Regions from separate parts of the Anser cygnoides genome. Here region 1 is linked to region 2. The links are chromatin contacts, called in public Hi-C maps. All regions are on one chromosome and are shown on one strand. The core of a region is the stretch at or near the end of the contact, and the rest is flanking DNA. Distances in the headings are between cores, read along the strand shown.

Evidence for each region. Hi-C and Micro-C count contacts between places; a contact is called where the count stands out from the background.
Region 1: a Hi-C map of liver shows a contact between it and region 2, with 2.4 times the contacts expected there. The contact joins two enhancer-like sites. A contact is called at or near these places in 2 of 7 Hi-C or Micro-C datasets (granulosa cells and liver).

The regions. Positions count from the first base shown.
Region 1 is chr3:61,926,837-61,930,577 of Taihu_goose_T2T_genome, forward strand. It overlaps TBPL1 (TATA-box binding protein like 1), which reads right to left. Exons shown (of 7, transcript XM_066994258.1): 5 at 2,107-2,210; 6 at 1,918-2,012. Among named protein-coding and RNA genes, the nearest start is that of TBPL1, 11 kb to the right of the region's middle. Within about 2 kb of position 2,270, at least 1 of the 3 cell types and tissues checked has open chromatin away from gene starts, as enhancers often do. A contact at or near this core is called in liver, where this site is marked.
Region 2 is chr3:61,464,728-61,468,763 of Taihu_goose_T2T_genome, forward strand. It overlaps ALDH8A1 (aldehyde dehydrogenase 8 family member A1), which reads left to right. Exons shown (of 7, transcript XM_013175364.3): 1 at 1-90. Among named protein-coding and RNA genes, the nearest start is that of ALDH8A1, 4.5 kb to the left of the region's middle. Within about 2 kb of position 1,919, at least 2 of the 3 cell types and tissues checked have open chromatin away from gene starts, as enhancers often do. A contact at or near this core is called in liver, where this site is marked.

The DNA.
Region 1 (3,741 bases), core at 1,020-3,519, 460 kb after region 2:
CCTTTCAAGTACAGAGAACTGTTCAAAATGGCTCCCCAAAATCATAAATAACCTACTTATAAATAACCTATGTCTTATCTATGCATGTAATTCTACACATATTAATTTACAAGCTTAGTCAGAATGAAAATGGAATAGGATTATTCTTGCATTTTCCAACTTAGCGAGCTGAGTTAATCACTCACTCAAACAAGCCTAGTGGAAGATACTCTGCCTAGAACGTTCTTTGCTTTCTAGGCAATTTCTTTGCCTTCCTTCAATTTGTCTACTATTGTAGAAATGCAAGTTCAAGAGGAAGCCTTCAGAAAGCGGGAGTATGAGTAGACAAAGCTTGTAAAAGTAATGTTGAAGAGTAGTGTTGAAGATATGTAAAGACTGGAATATCATTACAGGGAATATAAAATAAAAAGTAATAATAATAATCCTCCTCACTGCTCACTTTGGAGGAAGAAAAATTAATAGAACTTTTTTTCCCTATTAACTATCAGTTCTTTTATTTTATCAGTCATAGAATCATAGAATCATCCAGTTTGGAAAAAGCCTCTAAGATCATCTGGTCCAACCTTTAACCTAGTACTAAAATCCACCACTAAACCATGCTGCTAAGTTCTACACCTACACATTTCTTGAGTCACCATCCCTGGAGGGCTTCAACCACTTCCCTGGGCAGCCTATTTTAATGCCTCACAACTCTTTCAGTAAATAAATTTCTCCTAATATGCAACCTAAACCTCCCCTAGCACAATTTCAGGCTATTTCCCCTTGTTTTATCACTTAGTGCTTGGGAGAAGAGCCCGATCCCCATCTCGCTATAGCTTCCTTTAAGGTAATCATAGGGTGCAATAAGGTCTCCCCTGAACTTCCTTTTCTCTAGGCTAAACAACGCAAATTCCCTCAACCACTCCTCATAAAACTTGTTTTCTAGACCCTGCAACAGCTTTGCTGCCCTTCCCTGGAGACACTCCAGCACCTTGATGTCTAGCCCCACGTTTTCAGATTACTAAGTCTAATACAGTTTGTCTTCTTAAAAATGGAAAATCCTGATGTAAGTATTCCCCATAAAGCTTAGGTATTTGTTAAAAAAAAATAAGATGTAAAAATAAATACCCCTGCACGTGAGCAGTGTAGGGATATATAATACCAGTAGTTGAGCTCTACCAGCCACAAGACCAGCTGACGTGATAACAAATGATAATAGTACAGAACCAGGAAATATAATAGGTATTCCTCACATCTGACTTTTCACATCTGTGGTGTACACTGCACAAGTAAATACAGCAAAGAATGGAAAATGAAAATTAGAGAGAGAAGGAAGAAAAAATGGCAGTAGCATCTCTAAGACCCAAAACAATCATGCCTCTGATTACTTGAGAAAGGTCACTAATTCCTATAACCCAAGTAGTGGTTCTCCCCCCAAATGAGCTTTAACAGAAGCGAGCATAAGTCTGAAAAATTGCAAATATTGGTCAATTTCAGTTATGACAAAATACTATGCCATCTCACATGTTTCCATAGATCTCAAGCTTGGAAATATGCATTTATGAAAGTGCTGTTGATGCTACATGCAGTGCAGTCTACATCATTATGAAGATTAAAAAAAGGGGAAAAAGTAAAACATTTAAATAACAATACCTGCATTCTCAAATTCTATCTCACTTCTGTTTTATTAAAAAAAAAAAACAAACAACAAAAAACTGACCATGTCCACTAAAAGTAATTTTTAAGTCTACCAGTAATAACTCTTCCTCTAACTTGTCTGGCCATTTCACTCAAAAGTAAACTAGGTACAAGCACTGGGAAACAAGATCCCTTTGGCATATCTTTTGACTGTTTTGAATATCTTCTTTTCCTAAACTGACTAGCCCTAAAGTTAAATATTCCCAGCAAGTTAAATATTTATTTATGACATCAAAATACCTGTAACTGTGATACTGCCTGTTGAAAAAATCTGTAAGGTAGCTCTGAGAGTTTTTATTCTGTAGCACACGGCAGGATGAAGTTCTGGTTCGTAACTAGAAGACAAAATAACAGGTTAGAGGTCTGGAACTGAAACAGAAAAGCTTAAGAAATATACCAAGACTACAATTCTTTAAAATTCTACCATACCTCGCATGAGGTCTGTTATTCTTCGTAAATTCTGGCAATCTTATCTCAAAGGGCATGTTGCACACTGCTAAAACATTCACAACTTTAAAATCTGTGAAAATTACCTTTTCAAAAGAGAAGAAAAGAATGTCATTAGAAATTCAGCTCAGAGAAGCAGAGATGTATGTGTTGAAAAAAAAAATTAGAAGAATACTAGTTGAGTATTTTAATGTTATTTCACAACTAAAACCTTGTGATTGATGCATTTGTAATAGTCTAAAGGTACTTAATAGACTCAAATCACTTATTTTATCCTTCCATGGTACAGTAGCCGTTGAACTAGATTATTTCACATTTGTACTATGTGGTTATCGTACAATTTTCTTTGAGAATGAAACACAGGAATAACTCATTGTTATACTAAAACACAACCAAATTGAAAACAAACTAAATTAAGTAGCTCATGGGACATCAAAATTAACAAAGAAAAAGTTTAATTCTTACATGAATCCTATGCAATTTGGAAAAGTGTCTTTAATGCCTTGCTGCTATACACCATTTTTATCAAAGCTAAGAATAAGATAAAAGACAAAAACTGTTTTGTTTCAAATGTCCAGCACGGCAAGCTATTTTTCCAGTCTTTTACTTTCTGAATCCTACCTCAAAATATTGGCTTTCAGTTATTCTCAGACCACAGCCATTTTACATGACATTAAAAGAGCCAACAGGCAACTCCAAAACAAACAAGTGCACTGTTAAGAAGTGCAAAGTCACTGAAGAAAATTTTGTTCATTTTCTGAAACAGCCAGAACTGAAAATTTCTCAGCCAAAACATTTTGGGAAAGTATACAAGTGGAAGCAACAAATCCTTATAAGAGGTCAACTATTATTTTAATCCTCAAAACATACTCCACTTAAATTGCTCACTTCATAATAAAACTTGGCGCATCTACCCTGGAGGCACTGTTCATCTCCCAGTGATTCAATGCTTCAATCCAGCTTTAAGAGCCTGGGTCTAATGCATACATTCTTAGCAATAAAATTCCCTAACTTTTGTTTGGGTCTAACGCAACATTAGTGGGATAGCCTGTCACAGCTGCCTTTATGCAGTATAATCAAATTTAGATTCTTCCTGCCAAAGGACAGCAACTGTGCCTGTTGGTAATTGTCTGCTGGTAAATTTAAATTGTGGGTAAACAGCACAACTGACTGTCAGAAAGTTTTAAAATTACACACTTTAGCACTCCCATTCAAAACTGTTACTACAAAGTTCAAGTGGTGTTTCTGACTGGTAATGTTGACCCAAACCCACAAAAAGAGGCGTTTCATACCCTATTTCTTTTTAAAACTTATTTCCAGCTGTGCAACCTCACAGCACAGCAGCACTTCCCCCCCTCAATTAACAAGGTTCAAACTTGCCCTAAACGAGAGGGACATGTGTTTGTTATTCCACCATAAATGCGGGAAAATTGTGTTTAAATGACAGTTTGGTTTACACCCTTCAGCACTTCTTCCAAATAAATCTTTCAAGGTATTTTTCTACCCAAGAAACATTTGTGGGTGGCTCATTTAGTAAGTTTTGTTGTTTATTAGGGAGGGAAAAAGCACAACTCTGAGCCACCAAATGAAACTCAAATCCACAAAATAAGACATTTC
Region 2 (4,036 bases), core at 669-3,168:
AAATTTGTTCCTTGTTCCTCCTACATAGACTCCTATAATCCATCCACGGGAGATGTCTATTGCAGGGTGCCAGACAGTGGCAAGGAAGAGGTGAGTACTATCCAAGGGCACAGAGAGGTAGAAATGTTAAATGCGTATCGTGAGTGGGAGAAGTTGGAAGGTGAGAGATCAAAAAAATAAATGCTGAAGACTTTAAGGTTTAAATGAGTAAGTTCTTGATTGTGTTGTAACAGTGTAATTTATTGCTGTGGCAGCAAATACTTTTTTTTTTTTTTTCATTTTGCTATTAAAAAATTACAGGCTAGAACCTAAGCCAATGTAAACAAACTTAGAGGCACTGTATACAGGGTTCTACATTTGTGTCTTGATCGTTTGCAGTTGTCATTTAAAAGGATTTTGACATTCTGGCTCTTCCCCTGAGGTGTCATAAAAAAAAAAAAAAAGCTGCAGCGAGTGTACATTTCCTTATGAAGCAGTCTGTCCTCTGCATCAACATAATGCTTCCTAGACCTGTGCTCTCTGGTGGGATGAATGTCTCTGGGTACCTTGAATGTATTCTAGTGTAGAAGGGTAACATAACGTTCATCGGGAGAGCCGCAGTGTCATTGCTGCTGCTTTATAAGGGACCTAGAAGTGTCTACCATATTGCTTCAGGTTTGAGATGGAGAGAAACAACCGGAAAAGATAACATAATACAAAAGGCTCGAAGGCTTGGAAAACAGTCACTAGTAGTGTACTGCATTTTCATTTTCAAAACATTTATTTTTTTAAAAAACAAACTGCTACTGTGTGTACTGTTCCTTCCACTTGCATTTCAGCCCTGTTGACATCTTGCTTCTTTCAGCAGAAACCTTTGCACTGTAATTTCAATTGAGTAAATATTTGCTAGATGCTGATGACCAAGGGTTAAAGTGTAACAGGTTGGGTTTGCTAGAATACATCTGTGTAAGTTCACTCTAACCTTTAACTATGCCTGAAAAGACTTCTCTTTGATGTGCAGGTGCAAATCTTCCTGTTTGCAGAATCATAAAAACAAGAGAGATGTGAGAATGCCAGAGCAACTTAACAAAACTAGGCTACTGGCCATGCTGGAGCTGTAGTTCAAATATATGTGAAGAACAATGGTGTTTCTCTTTCAGCTTGGGGATTGTGCATAGTGTTTGGGTCCTGTAAAGTCAGCAAGTGCTTTACTCCTGCTGTTAGACAGCTATATAAAAAGATCGGGCTTTGCAGAGCTGGCTTCCGCTGGTGACTAGTGGAATGTGCTGGAGGAGAAAGTGCAATCACAGACTGCTTAGAGGATACCTAGAGATTTCAAAATAAGCATCTAAGTCCAGGTTCAATGAAGAATTTGTGTTTCTCTCGCAAGGCTCAATATCTTGTTGGAGATTTTCTGGTTGGTTTTAGTGGAAAGTTAGGACAGAGAATGGAGACAGAGGGGAAACCCATTGCTGGCCATGGTATTCAACACCAGGTCAGCTGCAGGGGCCAGGTTAGCTGGTTTCTGCCAAAACCACGATGCAGGCTGAACAGATGCCCTTTATCTCCAAAAGACAGGGTGATGATTGCTAATTAGGCCTAGGAAAAATGTCTAAAAAAAAAAAAATCTCTCTTTAAAGAATCTTGCTCCTATGCATCTTCCCATAGGGAAAGCATGCATAATGTCCTCCCCAGGGCGGCTTTGGGTATTTTGATGTGAACCTTTTATGATAGCTTTAAAGTGTGTTCTTTCTGCCCCTTTCTTGTGCAGGAGAGGAAAGCAGAAGGAAGTGTTTCAGACACAAGTTCATAGCTGAATTCTTATGCGTGTCTTCGTTATGGCTTGACTTTCTTCACTTCTTTTTGCTAGTCAAACTAGGTAACTGCTTAATCTGTGCTCCCTCTTACTACTTCTGTATGAGACTTTTTTTCTTTTTTTTTTTCTCTGTTGCTTTTTTAGACTAGTCTATTGTCACTTCATTCCTTCCTTAGCTAATTTTATCTTCTGCTGTCCATGAAAATGTGACTTCTTCCTTTTAAACTTGCTGGAGGGTTAAAAATGCAGATAGTCTTCCTTTCACATCAGCCCTCTCTTGGAGCATTGCAGCACCAGGTGGAAAAGACAGCAGAGGAGAGGACAGATGAGAAGCAGCACCACAATGGCACCTAATGACAGGAGGGTGGAAGAACAAGTTAATTAGTGAAGGTGGTATCGTTTCACAGAGGATGAACCTTTTCAGGGTAGCCTGCCTTCCACACCTGACTCACTCCAGAAGCTGCAGTTCCCCTTTCCCAGGCCTGCTTTGGCTGTACTCCAGAAGCTTGGTGGTTGAACTACAATCGAAAGGGTAGAGTCTGGGTTTGTGGGCTTAGCCAATGATCTGAATGACCTTGTCTGAGCTGGTTTATCTCCCAGTCTGGCCTCCAGACCACGAACATCCTGTCCCTCAAACACTGTCTCTTATTTTGAGGAAGACTATATTTTCTCCTGTTCATGTCCAATGCTGTGACAACATCAGCAGAGGCCAGAATCATCTAATTTATATTACATCGACATCCTCCTGGTTAAGTACTTGGTTAGGTTACACAAAGCTGAAGAAATTTTTGAGCAAAAATTATGGGAAATCAACTAAGCTTTGGCAAAAAGCCCACCTTGATGCATATGTTAGGCAGTAGAAGCAATTAAGTGATATATAATCAAAAAATATGAAATAGTGCATTTAATTAAAATATGGAAGGCTGTTGGTAGCCATTTTAGCAATCTGGGAGACTGGTAAACAGCATCCGGATGGACCCACTTATAAATCAATAGACCCAGGTAACTACTTTAAGTGCCCAGAGAAAAAGATTGATGGGGGAGAGAGCTTTCTGTTGAATTTTAATGGTTTGAAGCCTGTTTTGCTTTAGAAAAGTGCTGGTATCCTGCCAGTATTCAGAAAAGTCAGGCTGAAGGACCATGCAGAAACTATGTACATCTCAGGAAAAACACCAGCAAAACAGCCACTATTGTTTTATATTTAAATATAAATACAGTGGTTTTTTTTGTTTGTTTTGTTTGTTTGTTTGTTTGTTTTTGTGTGTGTTTTTTTGTGTTTTTTTTTTTTTTTTTTTTTTTATCAAGTGCGTATCACCATATTGATGAACGCTGTTTGGAACAACTCTGATGGCAGGGGTAAGAAAAGGAGTAGGCTCGTTAGTGCCTCAGCATTTCTGCTTTCAACTGATTTAAAAAACAACAGCAAAAAAGCCACACGAGTTTGCTGCCAGCCTGGCTGGCTGGTGTTTAGTACTGCTGCTCCATCAGGGTTGGAGGGAGACCTATTGTGAATGTGTTTGTGCTGTGCCTCCTCCAGCCGTGCTGCAGAGCAGCATCACAGAAGGGCAGTGGGACGTGAAGCTCAGGCCTGCTGCCAGCCAAAACACCTCAGCAGCAGCGAACTGCTCCTAGGCGACAGCAAGCTAACAGCAAACTAACTTTGTGCACAAAGCTCTTGCTCCCCGTGCTTAAGGCTGAGTCAGTGAACCTTCTGTACTCTTCCCAAATTTCAGAGGATAAGCAGACAGAAATACATGTCAGTTATAAATGTGTTAAGTCAGCTGGGGGAGCAAATTTAGAATGGGTAATGGGAAGAGAGAAGGGAAGAAGACATTTCACATTTCCAGTACTGCAAATCACAGTTTTGACCTCACACAGTAAGTCACTGGTCCTTTTTGGTAGTCTTAGCTAGCTTATGTCTAGCATCAACATACATGCATATAGTGATTATTATTTTTTTTTCTTCACATCTGTAGACTTCACTAGGTATTTAATGAGAGAAATAACTAAAACAGAAGAGTTTAAAAATGTAATAATAAATAGTGCTCCTTTCTAATGTGGGGACACTATTGAGTTTCCAGCTGTGATCAGGTAAGAATAATTTTTTTCTCTGAGTGGCTCTTCCATAGGCATGTTCTCAGTCCTTGCTTGAACCAACTGGGGAAAAGGGAGAGGAAATCAGAGTTTAGCAGGGCACGCAGTCTTTTCCTTCCACAACCCCTTACTTTTATTGCTCATGTC